2 separate regions of the Anas platyrhynchos genome follow, and region 1 is linked to region 2. A link is a contact called in public Hi-C data. All regions are on one chromosome and are shown on one strand. Each heading gives the region's core, a stretch centred on a gene start, on an enhancer-like site or on the middle of the called end of the contact. The rest is flanking DNA. Distances are from core to core; before and after follow the strand shown.

Region 1 (6,608 bases), core at 2,167-4,666, 330 kb after region 2:
AGAACAGGCATGAGGAGTTTTTACTAGTATATGTGACTTCTCATATACTAGTAACTATACTTGCTAGCATATGTAATTTTACTAGTGTGGTGACTTCTACTATACCTCAGGAGAAGGTATATTTGAAAAAGTATACAATACTTCTTTATGTGTATCCACTCTAGAAAATCTGCTCCCTGTTTGGCTATTTCAGCTATATTTTCTAATATAGACTACCCACCTCCATTAGACTACTTACATAGGTGTGAAGTAGATGACTTTTTAACCCAAAAGCATCAAAAAACTCAGAATTTATGAATAATTTTGGCTAAATGATACAGAGACATATATGCAAAGTCTTTTCACCAACATATTTCAGAGATGAATTTCTTCCACCATAATTCAAGTTACTTTTAATAATGTATTCTTTTCAACTATGTAATTTTGTAAGATATTTAAAACATATTAAAGGTAGATTTTGCTTTCTGATATTTCCTTTTTTTTCCAGTAGTTCTAGTTCTTCTAAATTTAGCAGCAGTGTAACCTGTGTGAAATAAGAATGACATGATACCGATCTCTAATTCAGTATATGTCATTGTTTCTGTTAATAATACAATTCAGTTCTTACATGTAAAATACATAAAAGGTGCTCTATTTAATATCAGCTGCAATGCTTTTAGCTGCAAGGTTCCTGCCCACTTCATAAGTGTCATCATAAGAATACACAAATTTAAGAGCTGGAGCTCCGGTTCGAAGTGTTCAAGCAAGTGATTAAGTATACAAATAACCCTAAACCATTCATTAGCTTTAAGTATGCAACTTTTCCCAAATTTTTATTTAAGTAGTTTACTGAATCATGGCCAATAAGTTTATTATTGTTAGGTCAGAGGTGGACTAGGTGATCTTGGAGGTCTCTTCCAACCTAGATGATTCTCTGATTTGCAAGAGGTAGTTTGAGGAAGTTTGGAAAAATTTTACTTTAATCACTACGGTATGCATTTTTAGACCCATGTGCTTAAAATTAGTCTCAAAAATCAATAATTAGGTACCAAAATAGAGCTGTAAAATCATCAACTACATGGAACATGTTCATACTGTACATTACAGGCTCAGAAGAACTTAAGCTTTAGTTAAGCCTGCACTGAAATTGTTGAAGCATCAAGCCAAGGCCTTTGCTGTCTGTCCTCTAGGTATTTAAACCCATTAAACCAACACACCAGAGCAATTTGTATGAGTGGGCTAGTGTAAGAGTACTTCATCTCACAGTGCACTCCATTCATATGTTACTAGGTTCTTCTGAATTTCATGTTACCACTCTGCTGCCATACGCATCTGTTTCTGGACAACAGTATTTTTTTCTAACCTCACCAATCTCTTCACAAGCTTTCAGATACAGAAGCACAAATTCTCTCAAGGGTTTTACATTAAGTGTTAACAGTAGCTAGAATTTAGTAGTAAGGCAACTACCTTTGGCTATTCAAAAGATGAGGGGAATTTAAACTTCACTGACTGCTGTGACAGGTTGGTAGTAGCAAAAAGGGAGTTTCCAGTAATCATTAAAAAGATACAATACAATGTAATACTAAAATTCCCCTTCCTCCCTTAGCAAATACAATGAAATTTGCTCCCTCCTCCCATACCACTGGCCATGTAAATATTGCCCTTTTGAATCCCAGCTGTACTCTATTACCAAGACATTTAGCTGATGCAGGCTGAGCAGCAGGTGTGGCAAACAACAAGGTCCTTGTAATCCCATAGCATTAATCACTAGCAATAACCACACTGGTTTGCTATATAGCTCCAACTTCTCTGGTCACTGAAGAATAGATCTAATCTTTCTAATTCAGATATGAAGTGTAGAATTCATCTCATTTAAGTCTTGATTATTTTAGCATGAGATATCCAATCTCAGTTAATTAGACATACAGAGTAGTTGTGGGAGAACAGTTGACGGAAAAAGAATGACACGATTTAGACACCTGCTATAGGCACTCCTAGGCCATGGCTCCTTCCTTCTTATTCTCTCAACTGACTGTTTAGAGAACTGGCTCAGGTATTGGTGTCTGCTCTGTAAATACCTAAACCTAAGTGAGATTAATTTTGCTCTAAGTAGTGATGCTAGGGTGCTTTAACCCAGGTCACATTACAGTCTGAACTTTCTCTAAGATTCTTAATTGTTACCTGTAGGTAAAGATCTCATACAAAAGGTGATAAATTTGCAGTGAGTTACACTTTAGTGTTAAAGTATTAGCCATTTAATTTACACTATTTTATTAATGCTCGTCCAAACAAGTCCTGAACTCTAGCATAATAAATTCTCATTACTCCATGTTCACACTGTTATCTGGCCACCTCTGCCTACAGAATGGGATAACTCACTGCCCTTCCCAACTCCACTCAGCTCTTAACTGCCTTACTCATACATATCTCAGGTACAGTATCTGCTTAGTTTGCATTATATGCTGTATAGTCTACCCAAAGACATACCGTATGCAGTCATTAAAATAAATGCCACAAATGCTAATACCCAGACTACAATTTATATGGAGAAGAAAACATGCTAAACTAAAGGAAAAAAATATTGCAGGCTGTGAAGTGTAACAAAAAAGGCCCATGATGACAGTTTCACTGAAAAATAGCAGAGTGAGACATATTAAAATTGGTTTATTGTCTCCCTATTGACGCAATGTATGTAAAGCGCAAAATATAATCAAAGCTACCAGGTAGTATAAGCTTTGAAAAATAAGAAGCAAATCTATAGCTGATAATTAACAACTTTCTTCATTGTTGGCTACACAGGAAAAAGAAGTGTGTTTTTACTGCAGTTCTACTCTGTTTTACTTTGTTGTGCTACCAATATCACACAGACTGAACTCAATCTTAGAACAAAATAACCACTTGATCGTTTTCCAAAAACTCTGGTGAGTTGCAGTCAGAAAGTAATGGGTTTTGTATACTTATGTCATTTCTTTACTTATACGGAATTTGAACAGTGTGTATAATTGTAATGAATCATATGCTTTCAAGCTTCACTACAATATCAGGAAGAAAAGCTTCTTATCCAAGTCTGTTTTCCCAGTCCAAGTATATCTTATCCCCATGCAAACACAAAACTTTAAATACTACTTATCACACCTTCAACAGCAAAAAAATAAGGATTTGTAGCCTACTAATATGGCTTCAATATAACCTATTCAACAGTAATAACTCTAAAGTAAGCGTCTAAACCATCTTATTCTATGAAGTGAGTACTTCAAGCTCCAATGAAAACTATAAAACACTAATAGATAACAGAACTTACACCCAAATCCATTCAATACAACCTTTAAAATCTTTTGAGTAGTCTGCATAATATGTGAATGGTATCTACAGATATCCCATCTACTGATGAGGAATTATAAAACTGAATTCCAATACTGAGGTTTACCCCTAAGCCCTGGCTGTTCTCAGTGAAGAAATAATGACATACTGATATCTCTGGTACAAGATATTCTTGATCTACACTGAAGCCTACATAGTTTTGAGATTAGGAAAGAACAAAGTGTAAATAGAAATGGACCACAAAAATTCAACAAACGTAAAAATTTGCAAGTGTCTCACAGCTTAAAAAACAGTCATTGCATTCACATGGGACTTCTTGATAAGCTTTACCTGGAGCCACAAGGTACACATTACTTAAAAGCTGTTTCAATCTGGCAGTCTTTTAGTATTTAAACAAATATTGACTTTCATACTACAAAACTGGATGAGAACAGTGGATAATAAAACAGTGTTCTAACCAAATAATATTACAGTTGAGAATTTCTCGTCTTTATTCTGGATCTCATCTAAATGGAAATATTACCTTGTGGATCATGTCCCTTCTCATTTGCATCTTCATAAACCAAGCTCCTTCACATCCTTAATCCTGACTCATAACCAAAACCATTTAGAAGTATATCTATTTCCAGGGGTTTCCATCTGTCCTGCATGAGACTTCTTGAAGTACAGATAAATTCCACTGAATAACACTTTCCTTGGAAAGAAAAAGATTCCTCAGATGCAGCATATGTGGAATGTATGCATTTAGAGCAGCATATGGAAAAGCAATATTAAAAGCACGCCATGTGTGTTAAAACACATGATTTAGAAACAAACAAAAAATGAATGTGGAGGAAAACAGCACCATTAGACTATAACCTGCCTGCAGACAAACAGAAATCCATAGTGAAAGCTTAGGATTCAGGTACAGATGCAGTTGAATAAAGTATTCAGCATCAACTTGTTTCTAGCCAGGACTGTTTTCGAAGTGTGTTTCTTTCAGCAGGTCATCTGAATAAACCAGGTCTGAGATACATTCAAACGCCCTTGCCTCCATCAGTGGCCACTGAATGTCTCTTCCACACAGTACAGAAAGCACTGGCTAGTAAGGCTGCATCCCCAGCTTGACAGGCAGTGGATACACCAAGAGCTCGGCAGGAAGCAGAAGCTCCTGTCTGCTGTTTGCTGTGCACTCCTACTGCCTGCAGTAAAAGTAAATCTAGCATTTAATTCTCGGTGTGGATCTCAGTGTGGACAAATACCCTTACAGTATAGTCCATTATATATTATTCTGCAATGTTTGCAAAGCTCCAGATATGACCTTCAGTTCAAATCATCCTTTGTTAATTTTTGTCCTCTGTAAATGAACTTCACTTTGTTCTTCCAGCTGATTTGACAGGAAGAGCCCATAAATCTGTTATGTTGTTCAGGATTCTTTAGTGTCTTTTTCTAAGTTTTTTCCCCATCAACATACAATTTTCTAGCTCTCACATTAATAATGCATCTGATTTATTGTACAGTTTGTGGAAGTACTGAAGAGGAATCTCTCCCAAGCAATTTTAAATAAAGTATGTTTTCTCCTTTTTTAATTTTGATTTTAAAAAGACAGAAAAATAAATTAGTTATTTTTGCCTGAATTTTCTGAATATTGACAAAGAAGCATAATCAATAAGTATTCTCTGAAAATAACTTATAGAAGTTTTTCTGAGTTCATACCATATTGTCATGGACTCACATCTCACAAAGTACATAGAACTTCTTAGGCAGTAGGAAACAGAAAAGATGAGAAATAATTAAAAGACAGACAGACACACATGCACAACTGGCAATTATCCCAATAAATTCAAGTGTAATTACTTCACAAACAACCGTAAGAAGCTCTCATTCAAAATATGAATGATTTCATCTGGGCTATCCATTTTCCCCTAGGATGTTTATATTAGAAATAAATCTTAGGGACTATAGCAACAACTATTAATATCTGAAGTACAGTAATACCAGCCCACAAGTAAGTGTTCTAATTCTATTTTTTCTTTTGTATTTTAATGTCACAAATATATATATATATATATATATAAAATATATAAATTGCACATGCCATTTATTCAGCTTCATACTATGTTTATGGAGCCTATGCTGCTGTTGTGTTTTTTTGTGGTAATCCAGTCAGAGTTAGCATTCCAGATAGCAGTGTCTCCAAAGCTATATAAACCTTTACTGGCACAAAGAAATTGCAAAGTAGGAAAAGGCTTAAATGATTGTATGAATAAACCTAGAATATAAATGATGGTATAAAATCCTACTTGTTTCAGCACTTTTTTTTTTTTTTTTTTTTTTTTTTATAATACACTGTCACTATCATGTGGCAATTGCAAGAAGTCTACTCTTCAAAAACTAGCTCTTAACTGCTGCTCAAGACCTAAAAAATGTTTTTTTTTCCAGATGGCCTAATGATAATGGCTTTTCACAGATCAGCCACAAAAGTTGGTTGTTTTGTTCTCACTTCAGTGAAATAAAATGCCAGCAATGCCACAGTCAAGTTAACCTCAAAGAAAGCAGACACAATGAACACAGAATCAGGGGATTTGTCTAAACAGTGAATTGGGTAAAATGCTATATTCACTTCTGGGGCTGCTAAACCTCATCCGGAGAGGTGGCATAGGAAAGCTGAGGCTTCCTGTACTTCCTTTAGGAGTACAGACAAGTTGACACACACACACAAACTCACATTAATGGAAGCATAATTTTTGTTAACTGATCTTAAGGTCAGTGCCCAAGTCCGAGTTGCGCCCTGTGAAGCATGACACTAAGAGAAGTATCGTGGGGCTAATTACAGCTCAGTAACTCTGAGACCAGTCTGCAATGGTCCCCTGCTCAAGTTTAAGCCATGAGGGTATTTGCCTATGGAGCACCAGCTCAGGTGACAGCCACAGGAGTTCATACCAATGAAGGATTCTCTTCGATGTCAGAGATTCTGAACTTTAAACTCGAGTGCAGTTTGGTAACCACTTATCAATAACGGGATAATAGAACTCAAAAGGGCACAAGAGACAAGAAACAAGAGTAATCAGAAGTACAGAGTTGCAACTCACAGATTGCTGTTTTCCACAAACAAGGAGAGCATATTCGAGAAAATATAACACTACTTTTGCTCTGCTACTTCTGCTCCTTTCCTCTAAATCCATGAAGGTTTTTGGTCTGCTGTAGAACAGTTGTTCTTAGGACCACAAATTTAAAGGCAGGAGCAAGCACTAGAGTGCCATGTCCCATTTCAGGAAGTTTCAGCTAGCCACGCACATGCCAGATCAGACCTTCTTAATTCCCTCACA
Region 2 (7,350 bases), core at 3,777-6,276:
GAAAGCAACTTAAAGTGATGAAAGGATGAATGAAAACTTGACACAGTCACATCTGTACCAAAGTCAGATTTGATCCTAAGTCCTCTAAACATCTTCCTTTTCTTTCAATTTCAAGATTTTCCCTGAGCAAAGAGCATTTCTGGAAAAATAAAATAAAATAAAATCCCATCCAACCAGGACTGATACTTACCTTTACATTAATCGGTTCTCAAGATATCATCCCACTTGGATGGCATGATAAATACATCTTAGAATGAAAAAAATCCAGTAGGAGTTAGAAAGGACAGCTTGTACATTTCTGATGTGCTTTCCAGCACAATCATAGTGAGTCTTTACTCAATTGTTCAAGACATGTAGTATTAGAATTCCTCAAAACCTAAATATACTGACCTGAATTTTTTAGAACAGATTTTTTTTTTTTTTAATTATTATTTTTTTTTATTTTTTAGAGCTGGAGATCTTGAGGAAAAAATGGGTAGTCAGTCTATTTTAACATCCTACTCATTCATTCTTTAGAAAAACATTCAGTAGGAATTGAAAGTATTTATTTCACCAAACAGGTGATCACAGAAGACATAATTTAAAAAACAAGTCTGAAATATATGCAAGGCACAGTATATAATACAGAGACCTATTACCCTGAGACATAAATTGTTCATTTTTCCCAAATAATTTTTCTCATAATTTAAATGTAACTTTAGAGATTAAGAACTCAATTCTTCAGTCTAAATTCCCATCACCACAGTTTACAGTGAACTTGGTGAGATACGTATTTTGTACCTATGTGACTGAATCTGGACTTGATTATTTTGTCATCCATATATATGTACTCTGTGCCAACTGATACAGAATCTCTTTAGCTTCATAGATTAGTATTTTTTCCCTGATTCTTATATATTTCACATCTCTCCTCTCAGCATTTCCTTTAGAGGTGAGCAAGACAAAAACAGCTGCCTGGAACTCTGTGTACTCTGTGAAGGAACTCTGTGAAGCTGCCTGTACTCAGTGTACATTGTGATTATAATGCTTCAGTTAAGCACAGATCCATGCATCTAACATACAATGCTCTTCTTTCCTGTACAGCAATCAAAGCAGCTTTAGCAAAAGCTTGTTGCATATTTACCTTGAATGGACTACATTCTGTCAGGTCAGCTACACCCGCAAATTTTATGCCCGCTGTGAGAAATAGTAATATCAGTCCCTATATACTGGCTAAAATGCTCTTATTCAAAGTCTGAACAGATGGCTGACTCACTGTGTATATAGACTCTTCATGGCCAACATTTTAAGCATAGTGACTTGCCACTAATAAGACACTGGCACTGCTTTAGAAGAACATGATGTTCTTTCATATTTCAAAACAACATTTCCACCCTGAAAAATACCAGTAAACAGTTTTTGAGACGTCCAAAAAGAATATCTGCTGATCCAGAAGACTCAGAAACAGCAGTATATTGTTTTGTTGCCATTCCCATAAGGATTTTAATTATACTGTTTTGTCTTTTCAACTGGAGATAGCATTTCTTATTGAACTGCTGTTATAGCATTGACAACCCAGGTGTTCAGCTTTATTCTTTTACTCTGAGAAAGAAAGTGACTTAGAATCATAGAATCACAGAAATTAATGTTTCAAGAACCTATGAAAAGATTGATGCTTTTGTGGTTATGCTACCAACCCCTGGCACTTCACTTTGGAATGTCATACTAACTAAAAACAGCAGTTGCCATTATTTTTCTTAGCTGATTTAAGAACAGGATACATTCCCAAGGATTTTTTCTTAAATGTCAATCACAATTATTTTGCCATATTAGACAGTATTTTAGAGCAGGATTTGTCTGCCCAAATATCGATGAGGCTATCTGCACCCGAACTACTTGTGCAGGCTCTCTTTATAGTCAGTGGAGAGAAACCGGCACTTTTAGAGTGCAATTGATCTTCTCTTAAGATTGACAGCTACACTGTAGACATCTAAAGTTGGATGAGATTAATAGTGTCCCCAACATTTGTTAAATTATGCAAGATTCTATATAAATAGAAGACAAAGTCTCTTCCCTAAAGAGCTTTCATCTTCAGTCAATACATTTCCAGAACTGAGCATCTAAATTGCCTGTCTTTGTCAAGTGTCTCCCTTTAATGTTATACCATAAGGTGCTCTCTGTTTTTCCTGGACAACACACAGCACTCACTTTAGAGAGCAGTACATTCACAAGAGAACTTCTGATAGCTGCTTTTCTAGAACTGTGATAGGAAATTTTTTGTAATTTTTTTTTTTTGGCTGGTTAGTTGGTTTGGTTTTTGTTAGTTTGTTTTTGAGAAACCAGAGTTGTATTTTGTCAAATTCTGCAGTCAAGTTTGAAAAGCAAGTAATTCAAAGTAGAACCAAGAATAGAGTTTGCCTCCAACAACCTAATCTTCCCACATATGCTGATTCCTCTGGGAAACAGCAAAGTGGTGACTCCTCTTTGCTACTCGCTGAAACACATGCACGTACACACACAAGCACAGAGATGCAAGGTAACTAGAAACATTACTTGTGCCATTTCCCAAGCCATGGACAAAGCACTGAAGAGGTATGAACTTCTGCACAACACAGGCCCAACGATAAACTAAAACTGGATATTATCATCACTCTTATTTTTGCTAATAATATTATAATTCAAGGGGTGGGCACAAACTGACCTTCCTAAGGCAACAGACTTCTTTTAGAAGAAGACAAAAATAGCATCCACACTTACATGGAACATACAAATAAAACACTGGAAAACTAAGTTTTTTAGTAGTTAGCTTTGCTGTAACAAAATGAAAAGCAACCTCTGCGTAGTTGGAGCAATCAAACGCACAACGCTGTTTTTAAGACAAAATGTATTTTTGTATCGCTATAATAGTAGCTTGAGATATTAGGGTGAAACAAAGGCTCAACTTTGAAGTCCTGCTCTACACTGCTAAAGAAGCTATAGATACGTGAGATATTTATCTTAGATCTTAACTAAAGTGTCCATATTTCTATGCAGTGCATGAATGACTGCAGGGGTCGTTATAAGATCACTAAGAGGAGAGAGGTGGAACTCATAGTGTTTCAAAATAAAGATTAGAGACAACCAAATCTCTCAAGGTTCAGTAGCTTCATTTAAAAATAATAACAAGAAGAAAGTTTTGCCTGCCTAATCTTAAAGGATCAAGTAGACTGAAACTCATTGGCCTAGAAAAAACCTGCAGCAGAATGCAATACTCTGATAAGGTTTCTAATAACCAATTCCCATCAAAAGAGGAGTCAACGTTCAAAAAAAAAAAAAACAACCAACACACAAAGCTGCCTTTTTGCAAATCACTGTTCTCACAACAGCCACCATTTTTTTCCTTTCATACAATGCTCATGCTCTTTTCAATAAATAAGTAAAAATGCCACCAGAAGTTTTTTAAACAAATTTTGTGCATTCAAAAGTTAAAATTTTGCATTCTATACGTTTGCTGAACTGGTACACACAGGGTAATAGAATCATAGAATATCCCAAGTTGGAAAGGACCCATAAAGATCATCAAGTCCAACTCCTGGCACCGCACAGGTCTGCCCAAAAGTTTAGACCATGTGACTAAGTGCACAGTCCAGTCACTTTTTAAATAAGGGTCTATTAACAAGTGGCCAATAACAGTGGCGAAAGACATCAGTTTTCATACAAAAGCTCTTCCTGATAGGCTTCTTATCCAGAGTGGCAGTTTCCAAATGAGTTATATAGATTAAAGCCTAACCTGTGGGGAAAATAAATGAATAAATAAATAAATAGCTTACAAATAAAGGAGTAACTTTGCCCAGAAGCATGTCAAGTTTGGCAAATCAATTCAGGTCATGTCTAATTTGATAAGCCAAACCCTGGAATAAGTTGAAAATAAATCATTCTACTAAATATGAAATATCATAACAAAAATATTCAATTTGATAATTAAAATATCCACAGCAACAATAGCAGAATAACATTTATAATTCTCAGGTAAAACAGTTAAAGCAAAGCCCTGGGAATTTTATAGAATTATTTTTCCTACCTCTTGTATTCTGTCACTAGATAACTAGTCTAAATAGAACATTCTTCAATATATATATAAAGTCTTCAGTGCATATTTAACTATTCAAATTTAGCTAACATACTATTTTTGCTAAAATATAACGCAAAACAAGATCTCAGTCACAGACACAAAATCTTTTTAAATGTATTTCGTGTGCTACTTCTGAATATTAATAAAAATTAATAATTAATTTTGCCTTTGGCATTGCAAGATATACTAGTTTTAATTAGTGTACTATACTCCTATACAATTAAAAAATAATTGATGTCCACACTTATTGGCGGTCTCTGTGATCTCTTTTCCTGTTGTTGTCAACAAATACCTCAAAAAACAAGTTCAAGAATGTTTTGCTGTCCACTTGATTTACACACCAAAAGTAACAGACAAATCTTTTATGATGAAACAGAACAGTTTTTTGTTTAAATTATACACAAGTTTATTAACTAGAAAAGAGAAATTTAAAAGTTGATTGCTTGAAGAAATAATGGAAAGACTATCAAAATGTTTAGTCTATCAACAAATTTGCCTAGAATACATCAGTGGGTGACAGAGTATTTCAACTTAGAAGTAGTGGCCATCTTGTATTTGTTACGTCAATCCTATCTAGCATTTAATTGTGATGCCCCCCTTAATCAGTTCCAGTTATTTAAATTCAGCATGTGTTTTTTTTTCCTACATCGTATTAATTGTACCATGAGCTACTTTATTATATAACACTAAAGTCTCTCTCTCTCTCTCACTCTGAAAGAATAAGTCCAAGAATTAAAGTATAAATTCCCATGGGGGAAAAACAAACAAACAAACAAACACTAACTATTCCTTTAATGTATTTGCATCAGAAATCTTGAATAAAGTTTTCCTTATTACAACCAGTAAAACAAATATGTTGAATCCCAGAGTGTACATTCTCCAGCAGTTATGAAACACACAAAAAAATCATGTGATAAAGAACAACCCAAACAAGTACTCCATATCTAACACAGACGTTCATGCTTGTAACTTGAATCTAGGTCAGAAAATGCACCCAGGAAAGACATTTTGGGGCATGACAAAAAGCTAACTAAAAATTGCTGAGCTTATTTTTTCCATATCACACTTTTACACAGAGTTAGTCATAGGACAAAGGCTAGATAAACAAATAGACTAAACAGAAGAGCAAACGGGAATTAGACAATACAGGAATAAAGATGCACATTTTTTATTTCATCATCTAATCCACATACTTATAGAGTTGTGAACATGAAAAAATCAGCAAACCAGATATTTAAGCAATTAATGCTGTTATCATGATTAATGATCTCAGTGGTCATTTTAACTAAAAATGGATAGTACTTCATGTAACCTACTTAAATATATATTGCTGAAGAAGTAAGAGCATTCTAAAATAAACTCTTATTTCCGAGGATTTTTCAAAGTCACTGCTAAACAACTTTCCTGGCACTAAGCATGGAATGGTTTGCTTCAATTAAAATATACAGCTGGCTTCCTTTTATACTTTAAACAGGAGGTAAGACAAATCAGTAAAATCATTTTACTTTTAAGCTGCCACCTTCAGCTGCAGACGGGGTTTCCTATGGTTCCTGTCACCAAAACCCAGGTGTGCACTGCTGCCTGCGTGGAAATGTCCACCATAGCCTAGGCCTAAATCTTTGGACTTGCTGCATTGCCCAAAGGTGTCAATGCCTCAGTTATCACACAGAAATACCAATAAGCTACTTTATTTTATAAAAATTGTCAAGATATTTAAAGGTAAATTTTATTACTTAAAACAAACAAAGAAAACAACATAATCTACCAGTAATACAAAAACAACCTACTCCGTGGAATGACTGAAACTGCAAGTTGCCGTGTTGAGGAACATGAGCTATATATACCTCAAAATGGCAGTTTTGCTTTAAGAAACTGTCACGTGATAGCTGCAGACTATCGGAGACCTGCAGGATGCTGGGACTACCTGCAGGCCTTAAAAGCACCAAGCTGCCTCCTGTCGTTTGGCCCAGGAGCCCTCAGGGCCCTGAGCCCATGCTGCACCACAGGGTGCCCATCTCAGCTGCGCCCTGTGCTGCTGTGGCCTTTCCAGCACTGACATCGGCCTACTCTGAGGGCTTGGCCTTCACCACCGTCCCCAGCCTGCCATCTGCACTAAGGGCCTCACCAGCTCCCTGACAGGTCCCTTCAGAAAATCTGGATGCTTCAGAAGCGTTTTTCTGCTCATAAAACCCAGTAGTTTGTCCCTTTGCATACTCTGGGAGACCTTTGACCTAATCACAGCCTTAAATTTAAGGTTTTGGGAGCCTAATATGGCAGGATGAAACTTCATAAAAGCCCTAAATATTCTCACAAAAACAGCCAAGCAAACAGTCCAATCACTGCTCCAAAAAAAAAAAAAAAAAAATGCATACTTAAGTGGTTTTACTACACATATTTGAGCTGAAACAGAGCAAGTGGGGGAATATTTCCTCCAAACATCAGAGCTCTGTAGTTAAATGTGCTGGGTCTGAAGTCTCAATGTGCATTTTATTAATTCTGGCACCCCTGCTGACCTCAGTTACAGCCACAGGTCACTGCAGAGCAAGTTTATCAGGCTGCAGCTAAACAGAAGTGAGTGGAAGTGAGATCTTTTTACCAGGTTCCTTCCTCTACACTTCTGAAGTTCTTAAAAATTGCAGTGGACTAAAAAGTATTACAGGAACAGGGACAAAAGTCACTAGCTCAAGTACGACCAGTTACCCAATAGCTGAAACCTCATTTTATCTGTCAGTAATGTGGCAGGCCATAAACAATTTAATTCCACTTCCATAAATTTTCATAGACTGTGCAGCCTATGATAATTTTATTTTTTACATTTTTTCAACAACTTTACATTTCACAGAATCACAGAATGGCTTGGGTTGGAAGGGACCTCAAAGATCATCTAGTTCCACCCCCCTGCCATGAGAAGGGACACCTCCCACTAGACCAGATTGCCCAAAGCCCCATCCAGCCTGGCCTTGAACACTTCCAGGGATGGGGCATCCACAGCTTCTCTGGGCAACCTGTTCCAGTGCCTCATCACCCTCAAAGTAAAGAATTTCTTCCTAATGTCTAATCTAAGTCTACCCTCTTTTAGTTTAAAGCCATTACTCCTCATCCTATCACTAGACTCCCTGACAAGGAGTCCTTCTCCAGCTTTCCTGTAGGCCCCCTTTAGGTACTGGAAGTCTGCTATAACGTCTCCCAGAGCTTTCTCTTCTCCAAGCTGAACAACCCCAACTCCTGTCCGTATCACAGTGTCCTGGTTACAACTGGGA

Evidence for each region. Hi-C and Micro-C count contacts between places; a contact is called where the count stands out from the background.
Region 1: a Hi-C map of small yellow follicle shows a contact between it and region 2, with 4 times the contacts expected there. The contact joins two enhancer-like sites. A contact is called at or near these places in 2 of 8 Hi-C or Micro-C datasets (F5 follicle and small yellow follicle).

The regions. Positions count from the first base shown.
Region 1 is chr12:21,221,220-21,227,827 of IASCAAS_PekinDuck_T2T, forward strand. No RefSeq gene overlaps it. Among named protein-coding and RNA genes, the nearest start is that of ZNF507, 50 kb to the right of the region's middle. Within about 2 kb of position 3,417, at least 2 of the 8 cell types and tissues checked have an H3K27ac peak or open chromatin away from gene starts, as enhancers often do. A contact at or near this core is called in F5 follicle and small yellow follicle, where this site is marked.
Region 2 is chr12:20,889,520-20,896,869 of IASCAAS_PekinDuck_T2T, forward strand. No RefSeq gene overlaps it. Among named protein-coding and RNA genes, the nearest start is that of TSHZ3, 130 kb to the left of the region's middle. Within about 2 kb of position 5,027, at least 4 of the 8 cell types and tissues checked have an H3K27ac peak or open chromatin away from gene starts, as enhancers often do. A contact at or near this core is called in F5 follicle and small yellow follicle, where this site is marked.